2 separate regions of the Lactuca sativa genome follow, and region 2 is linked to region 1. The links are chromatin contacts, called in public Hi-C maps. All regions are on one chromosome and are shown on one strand. Each heading gives the region's core, a stretch centred on a gene start, on an enhancer-like site or on the middle of the called end of the contact. The rest is flanking DNA. Distances are from core to core; before and after follow the strand shown.

Region 1 (7,578 bases), core at 2,288-4,787:
ATTAGAGTTGTACTTCGTGCTTTGTGATTCGTTTGAGATTTTCCACAAATGGAAGTAAGATACTATCTGATATCTTATAATAGTTGTAATGACACTATACATTTTTCAAAATATGCATTTAAGATCAATAGGTCAAATTACAAAGAGGTTTGCAGTGAACTGTTTGTCTACAATTTTAGACCTAAATTCCGGGATGTCACAGCTGATGGTCAAGATACCCGGGGCGACCCGGATAGGCTGTAGGCCATGCGAGACAGTTCAGACAGGCCAAAGGCCCAAAGAGCGGTCCAGAGACTGTAGGCCCTATGAGGTGGTTCAGTCATGCTGAAGACTCATATATGCATGTTGTTATCTGTTTGGTTGTGTGTGGTACCTTGGGGGAAACTCACTAATTTTTGGCTTGAAGTTGTTGATTTCATTGTTTTCAGGTATTTCGGATGATAGAGGCAAGGTGAATGGGTGATCGTAGACATCCTCCTTCTTATTTATGTTTTGAGAAACTATTTGTTACTCTGATTCTATGGATTTGAGTTGGAAATAACGCTTGATCATCTTATTGTTTTTGTGAAAATGCTTTATAAATATGAAAAAATTTATCATGTTCTTTGTGATGTTACACATGAGCTTCCATTCTAATTATAAAATAATATTTCTCCATATTAAAGCAAGTATAATATTAATATTAAATACAAGAATAATTATTTAAAAGTGAATATTTGATATGACAACTTGGAACTATTTGTTTTATGATTTCTTATATATTATATATAATTATTTAATTTTAATTTTTATTGTATTAAATATGAATTTGTTTTCTATATTGTTGGATAAAGAAAATTTTATTATATTTATTATTTAACTAATATTAATTTATTATAATTAATATTTATAAATAAAAGATATAAATAAATATTATTCTTATCGCACAAAAATCATCTAAACATGCATTTTTCATATCATAATTAATTGTTAGAATTATAAACCGTAGTTGAAATCATCATACAAGTATAATATTTTTTTTTATCAAGAGCTAGTGGTAATTTTGTTTCATTTAGCCATGTATCGTATAAAACTCAAGTTGTTACAAAATAGATCTGTCAGAAATCTTGTAAATAGTAAGAACTATGAAAATAATTTTCTAACAACCATTTTTTCAAAAACACAAACATTAAAGACAATTTTTAGTCCTGACGCGATCACATGAGACACTCGTTCGTAGAACAAAATGGAACAAAATATGGAGTCGAGGATATGATTACAAGTTATGCATGTCCATATACTATTCTATATTGGGCTCTTCTTAATTCAATTAATTAACATAATATTATTATTTTTGTTTGTTTTATTAATTATTTTTTACATTTTTTTTTTAAAACAATAATTATTTTGGCATTTATTTATATTTATGTTTTTAGAATTTTATTTTATGTTTTTGATGAAGTATTCGAATATGTTATTTTAGCGATAGTTAGACTTCAAGTTATACAAGTGTACAAATAAAAATTGTTTTAGAAAATTAAGAAATTTATTTGATTAAAAGCTAGTTTTTTCAAAAAAAAAAAATCTGATTTTTATTAAGTTTTTTTATAACTCTTTATTTGGTAGGAATAAATTTGAATTTTATTTTATATATAAAAAAATCAGATTTTATATAGGCTAATCAAAACACGAATTTTTAAAATCTCAGACTATCGAAATCCACACAAAACCGGTAAAAACCTGTCCGGATGTAACTGTATAGCCCAAAAAATGATTTTTATATTTATGTATATATTATTTGAAAAATAATAATTTTTTTTATTTGGTTTAGTAATTGATATGAAGGCATATAAAAAAAATATTTCATTTTGGAAAAAAAAATATAATAACCGTCAATTACCTATATCCAGCATGTTAATTTTTAGACATTAGTGTATATATTTTTTATCATTATATATATATATATATATATATATATATATATATATATATATATATATATATATATATATATATATATATATATATATATTAGAAAAAACATCATAAATGGTCCCTGCGTTTTCCCAAAATCTGAAGTTTAGTCCCCGTGGTTTAAAAACGTCATAGATTGTCTCTGTGCTTTCAAAACTTTTGACGATTGGTCCTTATTGCTAACTCCGTTAAGTTTTGTCCGTTAACTGAAGGGTATTTTCGTCATTTCACTACCACAGGGACCATTTATGTTATTTTCTCTTATTTTATAAAAAATGAAATAATATACAAAGGGGGTCCCACCTCTCTCTCTCTCTCTCTCTCTCTCTCTCTCTCACTCTCACTCTCCTGTTTTCTTCTTTGTTTAGCACCTCACAAAAACCCCCCGATACTTACTATTGCTGTCCCTATTTCTTCTTCATTAGACTGCCAAGACTCACCCACCGAAGGTGGGTGGTCCTCCGATCGCTAGAAAACGCGAAGATGAGAGAGAGGAGGTTGTTGCCTCCATCCCAACCTCCAACAGATCCCTTCCCGTTGAAGCTCAACCCTCGAACACCCCATGTCGTTGCTCTCATTTTCTTCTCCTTCAATCTGATGAAGACAAAGTCCCACGCCCCCACCCGACTTCTGATTTTGTCTAGTTCTTTCTCAAACAGGTGAGGGCCAAATTCCTCCCATCCCCTTTCGCGTTAGCCGGAAACGAACAGACAGAGAAGGGCCGTCGGAAAATCCAACAACCCTTCTTCTTCTTCACCAATTTCAGTCGTCGGACCACCTCTTTTGACCACTCCGTTCGATTTCCATTCCCATCAGATGAAGACGATGACCAAGGCGAAGATGAAGGCACTCGAGGATCAGCTATTCCCTCCTCATGATCTATTAAACCCCATCGGAGAACCTCATTTGCTGATTTCGTTCGTACTTCTCCCTTCCGATCAGACGAAAATTGAACCCACGAGGGTCGCCGGAGGTCAACGTCTGCCCTTTCTCATGATCTCCCAGCCTCACCGGAGATTCCTAATTTTTCCTTTTTTTCGTTTGTTTCTTCATCCACTTAATGAAGACGACGATTCATTTCCCCGTTGTTTGTACCAATTAACTCAAACCCCACCTCCTTATTGTAGCACTTAACCATCGACAACTAGTTTAGAAGTAACCATGAAGTTTACTCCTTCCTTTCCTATACATCGATTAAAGAACCCAAAATTCAGAACATGTTTAGTATTTTAGGGATTGTGGTGGTGTTCATACGAGAGAGAGAGAGAGAGAGAGGTGGGACCCCCTTTGTATATTATTTCATTTTTTATAAAATAAGAGAAAATATCATAAATGGTCCCTGTGGTAGTGAAATGACGAAAATACCCTTCAGTTAACGGACAAAACTTAACGGAGTTAGCAATAAGGACTAATCGTCAAAAGTTTTCCAAGCACAGTGACCAGCTATGACGTTTTTAAACCACGATGACTGAACTTCAGATTTTAAAAAAACACACGGACCATTTATGATGTTTTTTCTATTTTTTATCATGCTAGGCTCCCGATTTTAAGTTCTAGGTTCGGGAATGGGGGATACCATACCCGGGTTGATTGCCATTCCTAAATATACTGGATCTGGAATTCTGGATTGATCGAAGAAAACCCATATGATTTCCCTAACAGCCCAGCCCACTTATCAGCGTACGCATCCTCCCCCGATTCCTCAATCTTCACAAAAAAAAAAAAATCAGAGCTCTCGCCATCTCCACCCCTGTATTCTCCATAACACCGCTCACTCCTCTTGACAAGCTAGTGATTATCTGCGTCTACGTTCCAGATTAGGCAGTCATTATCGTTTGTGCTCCATCAACATCACCTTACAAGTTTTGTCTTGTCTCCAGGTATGTTTCACTCATTCTTCTAGGGTTTTCTTCCACACTGGAATGTATTTCGTTTCAAATTTCTTTCGGCTATGCTTCAAAAGTTTGAATTTGGTAATTTTGTTGTTCTTCATGCTATACAACTATTACACGCCACTTGATTTACGGACGTTTCATTGTGCTTGTACTTTCATTGTGCTTCTACTCTCATTAATTGATGTTGTACCTTGAGAATTCCATCTTATAGTAGGTTTTCTGGTATGTAAGATTAGAACTTCAGTTCAAGTTCATGTAGGGGGAGCATGTTTATCTGCTATTTGATTTCTTTATATATTCTCTAATTTCAGGAATTTCAACCCTCCCTCATGGGGCGTAATTCCTCTGATCATTCAGAATCTCCTGTTAGGAATCACAGGTCTTCTCATAGGAGCCCTTCAAGGAGAGAAAGATCAGGAAGATCACCAGGTAGAGATAGGGCTTCAAGACACCACCCAAATCCTCCTCCTACTCATTCACCATCGAGAGAGAAACCTTCAAGCCACACAAGATCCTCAAAGCAGACACCTGCATCTCCTGTAAGAGCAAACTCAAGATCACCATCACCAAGGAGTAAAAGGTTAAGAAGAGATCGATCTAACAATAAGGATGATAAACCAAGTGAAAGAGGACATGGTAAAACCAGGTCACCTGCATCACATGAATCTCGATCACCATCACCACGAACCAGAAGGTTGAGAAGAGCCCAAGCTGATAAAACTGATGAAATGAAAGGCAGAGGACATGTTAGTGGAAGTGACAAGGTTACACATAAAGAGAGGGATTCAGATGGCAATGGAAACGGATCCTCCAAATCCAGACATGGGGGAGAAGGTCACAGGAGTAGACACAAATCTGATTCGCCTCCTAGAGGAGCACGTGATGAGGTGTCTGGTGATATCCATATCTTTTAACTCATCTACTTTCTTCTATATGATCTTGATGAAAAAAAACTGTTTATGCACATTTGAGATAATGATTTGAATCGAGCATTATACTGTTCTTGTTTCCATGGATGATTTGTAAATTGTAAATGAAGTTATTGACTTCCATTTTGTTTTATTTTCCAGGGAAATAACTCAAGAGGTGATGATCATCAGTGAGCACCTATCTGAACTTTTAAACTTTTGTAGCCCATATTTTTTACATGATCTGATTATAGATGCTAATGCTATATAATGTGTGTGATTAGGAATGGCAATGATGATGATTCAGTAGCACAAATGAAGGCTGCTGAAGAGGCACTTGCAACTAAGGAAAAGGTGATTCAAGTTTAATCATTTTGTTGCTCTTTCCTTTTTTACTTAATGGGCTTAATGTGGACATACATGACTTAATATTGTTGCAGCAAAAGCCTTCTTTTGAGTTGTCTGGAAAACTTGCAGCTGAGACAAATCGAGTCAAGGGTGATTGAGTCTTTTGTTCACTTCTTTTCCCTCTCTTTCTTATAGACAATAGAAACAGATTTTTCAAGAAACTAAATTAATATGATATTTTTTTTTATGGTAGGTGTGACACTGTTGTTTACTGAGCCACCAGATGCAAGGAAACCAGAAATAAGATGGAGGCTTTATGTTTTCAAGGGTGGTGAAGTGCTTAATGGTAGGGTGGGTTTGACCATATCTCTTTTTTATTATATAAAGTCAAATATTGGTTTTTATGTGAGTTTTTATTTAAAAAATAAAAATGAAAAACAGAGCCTTTGTATGTGCATCGTCAAACCTGCTATCTATTTGGGAGAGAAAGAAGGGTAGCAGACATCCCTACAGACCATCCATCATGCAGCAAACAGCATGCTGTCCTTCAGTATCGGTATGTATAATCACCATCTCAACTTCCTGTTTATTCTTATTCCTGTTTTTGGACGGAATATTCCATTTCTGTTAATTCTCAGGCAAGTTGAGGTGGAGCAACCTGATGGCATGCTAGCCATGAAAATAAGGTAAAAATGTTGTTTCTTTCAATGTGTACTTTATTTTATATGTTATCTGAATTTTTGCTTTTGTAGGCCTTACATAATGGACTTGGGGAGCACGAATGGGACTTTCATAAATGTAAGCACACACACACACACATGACATGACATGATAATGTATTGATGTTTAATTTAATAGTAATAAATATATATATATATATATATATATATATATATATATATATATATATATATATATATATATATATATATATGTTTTGTTGTGAATGTAGGATAATCGTATTGAAGCTGAACGATATTATGAACTCATGGAAAAAGACACCATTAAGTTTGGGAATAGCAGGTAGGTTGCTAATTGCTGTTATCCGCTTCACAGATGTGCATGTGGCATGATTTATTTATATTTATATTTATATTTATATTTATATTATTTTTGTGTTTTGCAGCCGAGAGTATGTACTTTTGCATGAGAATTCCGCGTAGAAGATTTTCTTGGGTTCTACAACTGGAGTATTTTCTAAGATTTTAGGCAAATATTGTTATATTGTTAATGCTTTTGTTATTAGTTTGTGATGTTTGATTGATTTAACAAGAAAACCGGTGTTAAGAGGTAAATTACAAAAGTTAGTCTCCTCAAGTCAAACTATATCTATCATCAATTCAACAGTTTGTCTGTTTGCAATTAGTTACTAGATTTAGGTTATTAAACACAGTTTAGTTGTTTGAATCTTTGATTTTTTTTTTTTTTTTTTTTTGTTAAACAGAATATAATTAAATTATATATACGTCTTTTGTGTTAGATTATTCGACATAAAGTGATGATCTTATGAATGCATACTCTTTCTTTCCAAGTGCGCAATAAACCGTTTACGCTTGCCTGTCTGTTTGTTTTATGGATTCCGAAAGAATAGGAAAAAGATAATTCCATCAAAAATGTTTGGTTAAAAAATCAGTCAATGTATATTATATTCTGTAACCAACCGATTTTATCATTCATTGAGAATTGCGATATACCCAAAGCATCTTATTTCCTTTCCTTATCTACTATAAAAATATCAAATTAACCTTGAGGACTTCACCTGTTCACGTTAGAGATCATTTCATTTGGTTTCTTGAAAAAAAATACAAAAGGTTCTCGGGGTGGCTTCTTTTCATCCTTGACCTGGGCTTTTGCATCTCTCCTAGGCACATAGGGATGTGTTGGGCTCGAGGTTCTTTGAAGTGGAAGTTTGTGCTGCTATTTGGTCTTGTGGGAGTGTTAGGGCACATGGCCTATATGGTTTTTCATTCCGGTTTATGAAAAGGTTTTGGGAGCGTATGAAGGATAATATTTGCAACTTTGTTGAAGAATTCTTTGATACACATCGCATCCCTAATGGCTGCAATTCTTCTTTCATTACTTTGATTCCAAAGGTAGATAGTCCCTCGATCTTTAAAGATTATAGACCGATTAGCTTAACTGAGTGCAATATAAAATTATTGTTAAGCATTTAGCTAATAGATAAAAGGGTTTCTAGCCCAGCTGTGTGTTGCCCTTACTCCTTGAAATTGAGGGTTCAAGACTTCATGTCCCGTCGTGGACATAAGTGAATGTAAGTAGTAGTTTTAGAGGTAGATTAGATTTGCCGTTCAAAAAAATAGCTAATAGATTAGCTTTCGTGATTGATGGTTTAGTGAATAATCTGCTTTTGTTAAAGGCAAACAAATGCTAGACGGTCCTTTGATAATGAACGAGATCATTCAGTGGTATAAAAGAAAAAAGAAAAATTTAATGATTTTGATAAGGCATATGAT
Region 2 (7,578 bases), core at 2,372-4,871, 400 kb before region 1:
ATTTACTCGAAAATTTTAATTTTAAAAAAATATTAGTTTTTTTGAAAATTATAAAAAAAAAAGTTATAATTATTATATGCAAACAAGAAACTAGCACCCCCCCCCCCCCCCCCCCCCCCCCCCCCCCCCCCTGTAAAATGAAAAAGAAATCATGTACATGAGTAATGTTTTATTCTATTTAATTTTGACAAACAACATAATTATTTTTCATTCCCATACCAAAATTTCTGAAACTATTATTTTTTTTATAAAAGATCATACTACAATAAAATAATAATTATATCTTAAAATACCTTGTTATTGTCATTGCTACAACGCATCTAACGTGCTTTGGTTTTGGGTCAAAACTTGATTATTGCACATTTGGCAACAACTAACTAATACGGGGGTGATGTATGAAGATTGGTGTGGGGTAGAGTAGGGGTGTGAGTGATGCACATCCATAGAAGGATTGGGGACCCTAATTGCGATTTTGGAGAACATACACCGGATCACATAGCTTGCTCAATAATTCCTCATTTTAAGTGTCTTCTATTTAGATCTTATCTCGATTACTGAGCTAAATTTGTTAGTCCAGTTTTTATCTGAGTAAATGTTGAGAGAACAACATATATGATTAGAAAAGCCTCATTTCCTTATTTCCTTAACTTCCTCTTGTTAACCACCCTGTCCAGACGACATGTCGTTTGTATAGATTTATAATAAAACTTTTTTTTTACCTCGAAAATCTTTCCTGACGATCAGGTATAGACGACAAGTCGTCTGGATAGGTGGATCTGTACCGACGATATTTTTGACTTTTACCGACGGAGTTATAGCGACGACTTTGTACAGTCGACAAGTCGTCTGTATAGGTTTTACCGACGACATGTCGTCTGCAAATGTGTAAAAAAAGTTGTCTGTATAGACTTCGTTCCTTGTAGTGATTAACTCAAGAAAAACAACTATATACAACTTATCGAATTAATAAGATTGTGTTTCTTACATATGGCAAATTGGCAATAAGATTGTGTTTCTTACATATGGCACTATGTAGAATATTGATTCATAATTTATTTACTTTTTGATACAAAAATAATAATTAAATAAAGAGTACAAGAACATAAACATTTCTCGATCTAATATGAATACACACGTCGAGAGGAAAAGAATAAATGGAATCACATGTTGTCACTTTCCGAAACCAAACCATTTTGCTAAGAAAAACGGGTTCTTTCCCTTGTCGCGAGGGGCATCACCTGATTTTGCTGGTGAAGGTGTCTGTTTTGCTGGCGGTTTTGGTTTAGCTGACATGAGAAAAATGGTTTTAGTTAGAAACAACTTATATTGTTAGAAGATAAAATGAGTGATAGAACATGAATTATAGATAATTTTTTCTGTCATTCTATAATCATATAAACGATGAAAACCAATACCTGATGGTATACGAGTGTCAGTTTTTGCTTGATCTGGATCCTTTCTTGAGCCTTTTTCAAATGCTTTTGGGGATTCATGTATTCTCTCGATAACTTTGTCTTCAGTTGTTGATATCCTCTCATGGTTGCCTGTAATATAAAGTACAAACACGATCTTACAAAAAAAAAAAAAACACAAACATGGCTTGTGGCCAACAGAAAATTGATTGGGCCTAAAAAAGACCAGTCTTGTCAAAGGCTCCAAAAATAGCCCGGCCCGAACCAACTCCAAGTGGGCCATATCCCTTTTAATAATTAATTTTACTAATACAAAAACAATGAGGAAAGCATGAAAAACATACTCTCATTAGGAGGTTTCCCATAGTTCTGCCTTAAAGCTTCAAAGAAAGCACCATCTCTTTGTTCTTGTGTCACTGCAACCAAAATCTAGACATTATTATGAGTCGTGGGATAAATTTCATAGTAACTCTTTAGTTATCCATGAAAGAAAACAATCACTATTGAGGACGAAACCGTCATTTTTGCATTGAAAACGTGGCTAATTTAGGAACATGACCAATTATTTTAATTTAGGACAAAGGAAAAAACTAAAAAGAAGGTGAAACTTACGTTGATCATACAAACTATTTCCATAGTTGGGTGCAGAGCCTACGGAAAGCAAACGCGCAGCCTCAGTATCTTTAGTAGTTGTCGTGTTCAAGTTTTGTGTGTCTAATAAAATACCCGCAAGCTGATTTAAATGTAATAAATTAGTATTGTATTATTAAAATTTAAAACCACAATATCACAAAGCCTATGAAACGAATAATCAGTTCGTGTTATTTAATAGTATTTACCATAAGTTTTTTCAAAACGGGGTTTTGAAGTAGATCATAAGCATCTTCACAATAATTATCCGTAAGGGTGGTGCACTTTGATCCAACCTCCCCATTATTCTTGAGGATGTCTTGCCCGACGACGAGGATGCTTAACTGTTTGTTCATCATTAGCACCTCCAATTCAATCTGGTATCGACACGTGGCAAGGAATTAAGTAACTGTTACATATATGAAAGGTGACATAACGATATCAAAGAGACGAAACCTCGTTGGCGAAGAGGATGGAGGCGGCATCAACACCAGCATGGTGGAAGAGCCAGGCGGCTTGCCGCTGCTTCCACATCTTTTCCCTTCTCACATTTAACACCGGCACCACCATTTCCATGGTGCTGCCGCCCCCTGCAACCACCGCATGCCTTTTGCTTCTCATCCGAGTATCCAACAACCATGCATGGCAAATCGCTGCCACCATTGAACTTGTACCTGAATTATTGTTCGTTCAAAACTATATTAAAACTTGTCTTTAATTATCTTCGTTTTACCAATCTTAAATGAATAGAAAATTACTGTTTGAATGTCCAGAGAGCACAATCTTCGCTTTTCCTTTGATTTCCCCATTCAGTAGCTTTAGGATTTTGATTCTTTGCTCCTTCAAGAACGCATTAAGATCCAGTTGACCTAGTTCTGAATCCTTTGGTTCGCCGTGTATAGGACTAGATTTCATCGAGATTTTGTCTGTGTAGCATGTAGATGATGAAATCGATCTCCGTTGAGCTGATTCCACTAGATTCCGCGGCGGCGAAAGGATATGTTTCTCTGTAAGAGAGCATGTAGAGGATGATATTGATCTCCGTTGAGATGATTCAATGAGGTGCTTAGGCGGAGACAACAATCTTGTGTCCACCGGAGTTGCGGTGGCGGTGGTTTTAATGGTTCTTCTAGGTGGTATTATTTGGGGTTGAGCTGCATTAGGGTCGTTCTGGAATCTGGATCTTCGGTGGGTTGATAGTCGAGGTGGGACAAGGGCAGCTGTTGAGTCGGCGGCGGTGGTGTGGTGGGTGGGGGAGGGTGATGTTGGTGGTAGTGGTGGAGAAGATTGGTTTTCGAAACGAGAGCGGCGGTGGGTGGATACTCGAGGTGGGATAATGTCTAGAGGTGTTGTGGTGGCAGGTGGTGATGCAGTGGAAGTCGTTGAATCTCCGGCAATGGGCGGTTTAAGGATGTTGGAGAACCATTTCTGGACAGCAGCGGCAGGGGAACCGTCGGCGGGTGGATGAGGAGAGTTCGAAAAAGATTCCACGGCGGTCTGGGAGTTGTTACGACTGTGACTGTGCTTCGAAGATTTCGTTAAGATTTCTTCGGTGAATCCATCCACCGACCTGTGTCTGTATTTTCAATTTACATCAAACATTCAACATCAAAATCCCTTTTATGTATTTGTGTATTATATAGATTTTTCACTAATTATTTTACTTTTACAAGTCTAGTCATTTATAACATGTTACTTTTATTCTCTTTAATTCAATTTATAACACATAATATTTGTTTTTGTATTTAGATAAATATATATATATATATATATATATATATATAGAGAGAGAGAGAGAGAGAGAGAGAAATTAAACTAAAGCATTATAATAAAAAAATTATACCTTCTAGCAGACCGAGAAAGAGGATCTCTCTCTGTTAATGAAGAAGTCGACAGTCTAGGCCCTGACACACCGAATCTAGGCGACCCAACGAGCCGGGAAGGTGAATGCCCCTCGGCTCTTGTGGACCCACGGCCAGGCGAAGAAGCCATCAACTTCTTCGCTTCCTCTAGCCATTCCTGAGTCAACCTGCTACTTGTACTGCGAGTGCTCGAATCAAAATCGTCTTCTTCATCCACCGCATCCCCGCCACCACCACTGAGATTGTACACTTTTTTCTCATTATTTACCGCTCCGAAAAACATATCGTTCATGAAATCCGCAATGTCAGGGACTTGTTCTTGGCCCCGACTTCCTTTTCGTCTGTTCTCAGCCAGTTTCTTTTGTAGGTTCTCGTTTCCTGCATTCTTATTGAATCTTCTTTGATCCATTGATAGATGTGTGTGAAATAATGAACATGTAACGTGATTAGGGCTCGAAGAAATGCCGGGACTTTGGCTGAGAACACTAAGATTTTCGTGAAGTTTTTAAAGGGGGTTGATGGCCGGCAAAAGAAGTGAAACGGCATCGTTTAGTGGGTGTAATTTTGCATGTAATCCGGCATTATTAATTAGGAGAAGAAATCTATGTGCAAATGATTTAAAATTTTTGTCACAAGAGAGATTTGGACTTTGAAAGTGATATATTCTTTCTGTATTTTCGAAAATGACATAAACAAGACATGTTTTTGTTTTGAATGATGCTTCTCGACTTGTACGGTACAAATGGCATTTAATGAAATGTGACGTATTGAAGAACCGATTCTTTGGTAGTTGTATGAAAATTTGAGGATATTTAAGTGTTAAACAAAAGTTTGTAAATTTTTAGTGAACTCATGTTTTGATAGTGGACAATTTATCAATAATCTATCCGCTACGATATTTATAAGTCAAATATGTAATTATTTTCTGTTACAATACATGAAAAGATAATAGTATTGTGTTTAAAGATATGGATGTGACATTTGGTCCTTTTTTAGACTGTCATCAAAATGAGGACTTTATCTTACGCTAAATGAAGTTTTCAAAAAATCTATAATTTTGTTCCATATTTTTCCTGAAAAAAAGTTTAATTTGGTACATTTATATCTAAAGAATAATACAATAAAATAATAGAATTTTTCAAAAAATGGGTTTCATGATTTCCGCGATCATGGTTTATAAAGGAAAATGATATTACACGAAAAATGGAATTCATGATTGCCACTTGGAGTTGAATACATTTAAGCCTTTATTTTATTTTTTTAATTTTTTAATTTTTTAATTTTGTCTTTTCTATACTTTTAATCGAGGATATAATCAAAATGTTGAAGACAACAATATGAATTATTTTAAAAATATTGTATTCAAATAATCTTGTCAACATTATAGAAGTGATGTTTTGTTATGGAAAGGCGTTTAAGTTTTTTCCAAGTAATATATGATATTAAAATAAAATAAAAAAATACATATACAAACTGGATGGTTAAGTGAATTGAAATCGTATTATAAAAGGTTAAACAAAGAGATCGGTTTGCTAATTTTTCGAACCTAAACCTAAACCGAAATAATCGATTAACTTATTTTTTTCGACTCGATTATCCGATTGACCAATTAACCATTTACTAATGAATCAATAAACGTGTTCATAATTAAAAAACTTGAATTTCCAAAATATGTCTTCCATGATATTGATAATTGTGGTTACATAAATTTGGAATATATATGGTAATTATATTTATAATGACAATTGTTTTTAATAATGAAAACTTAAGAAAACATTAGACTATGAGCGTGTTTGACACAAAACGTTTGTAAAAGTTTGAGAGCTTATAACTTCTACCGTTTGACAAAACGATCTATTTTGAACAAAAGTCTCATTTGATACTACAAATTTTTATCGTTTAGTTCAAACAAAACACTTCAAATCTAAAAGCTATCACACATAGCTTTTAGCAAAACGCTATTAGCTATCAGCTTTCCGCTAGTTTTGCCAAAAACGCCAATATGACCGTGAATCTAAATACTTAGGTGTTGTTTGTTTTTCCAGAATCAAAATGTCTGCAGCCTGCAAACCTTATCTGCAGACCTTTGCAGTAAAAGAGGTGGACCAAAAATTTTCAGTTTGTATGAAGAAGATTGTTTGTTTTTAATGTCTGCAGTCTGCTAAAATAAGTTGATTTTTTAAACGTAAAAGAGTTTTCAACATTACAATTTAAATAAATTTAATTTTATAACATTGAAATATAATTGATACAACCACAACAATATTTTTTTACAACATTAAACTATTATGTTAAACCTAAAATAAATCTTGTAAGCTAATGATATTAAAGAGTAGGGTGTCCTTCATTGCAAGAATGATGATCATTTTGAAACTTAAATATTATAAAAAAAATAAAATCCCAACTTTATGCGGATTGTCAGTCTAAATCTCAAACAAAAACCATTACAAAAGCATGATCAACAATGTAGTTAAAATTGAAGCCAAATAACATTTTTATTACAATTACATTAAATACAACTCTCAAAACACCAAAAGTATACATTGTTTTACATGTAAACAAAACACAAAATATGTATTGACAAAAATCTTTGGTAGAATTTAAGAGTCGGTATTCTGATAGATCTTTGAGTCCAAGAAAAAAGATGACAAAAAGTTAATGAACACTAGCCTGACTTCAATAATTATTTAGAGAATTTATGGCATTCATACACATTATCTTTAACAATAAATGTTCATAATCATAAAATAAACTTTTTGCAAAACCACAAAACCAAATGCAAGCAATAAGTACTAGAAATAACTAAAATAATACCACTAAAATGGATTTTTTTTCACTCATTCAAAAACTTTGCCCTTATAACACCAAAGTTTATAATTCATATCTAAAAAAAAAAATCTAGCATCTTTGAGAATACAACCAGCATTGTTTACATAAGTACAATGTTACATGTTCAAAATTTTTAATGTATGTTGATAACAAAATATAATAAATTTCACCATTTCCTGCCGACCTTTCTTCATAACGATTCCTTGAGAATACAAGTTATTTTGAAAAACGTCAATATATATATATATATATATATATATATATATATATATATATATATATATATATATATATATATATATAATGTTGGTGAGTTCATAAGCATATTTGAATGAAAAGTTTCGAATTGTTTGTATACACCAGAAAATCCGATATTTTCTGAAAATGTTTTGAACGTGATGTATCAAAATCAAGTATTAATGCATGTGTGTTTGTTGTAGTTAAAATGTATCGATAATAAAGATGTAATCCAGATAAAATCATGTATTTTCTGTTGTAAGTAGAAGGTAATGTATAATTGTATTGATCCCAAAAAATCCGATATTTTCTGCTTATATGAGTGTTGATGCCATAAAATTTCCAAGACCGTGTATGGCTGTATGTATGTTTTTAGTATCATCAAGATTAATATTAATATACCGAAATCTTTGATGAAGTTAGTCTCTAATTGAGCCGTTACAACCATGCTTGATAATGACTAATTCGCATGTCTTGGTGTTTTTCAGGTGCCGGTTTTGATGTAGGTAAGGTTTGTCGCCCTAGACTGGCCTAGTCTAGCTATAGGGAACAGCTAAGGCGTGGAGGGTCACCCCGTATAGATCTATACACAAACTCCCGCTCTCCCT

What was found. A called contact is a pair of places that touch in the nucleus more often than the background predicts.
Region 2: a Hi-C map of leaf shows a contact between it and region 1, with 10 times the contacts expected there. The contact joins the promoter of LOC111904912 here to the promoter of LOC111896226 in region 1. A contact is called at or near these places in 2 of 4 Hi-C or Micro-C datasets (both in leaf).

The regions. Positions count from the first base shown.
Region 1 is chr5:31,715,778-31,723,355 of Lsat_Salinas_v11, reverse strand. LOC111896226 (FHA domain-containing protein DDL) reads left to right here and starts at 3,537. Exons shown (of 11, transcript XM_023892237.3): 1 at 3,537-3,833; 2 at 4,160-4,735; 3 at 4,919-4,947; 4 at 5,041-5,110; 5 at 5,197-5,254; 6 at 5,358-5,450; 7 at 5,546-5,660; 8 at 5,743-5,790; 9 at 5,857-5,902; 10 at 6,057-6,127; 11 at 6,231-6,450. The coding sequence starts at 4,178. The coding sequence ends at 6,267.
Region 2 is chr5:32,115,763-32,123,340 of Lsat_Salinas_v11, reverse strand. LOC111904912 reads right to left here and starts at 3,621. Exons shown (of 6, transcript XM_052763970.1): 1 at 2,801-3,621; 2 at 2,499-2,716; 3 at 2,252-2,419; 4 at 2,025-2,145; 5 at 1,757-1,828; 6 at 1,153-1,544. The coding sequence starts at 2,957. The coding sequence ends at 1,330.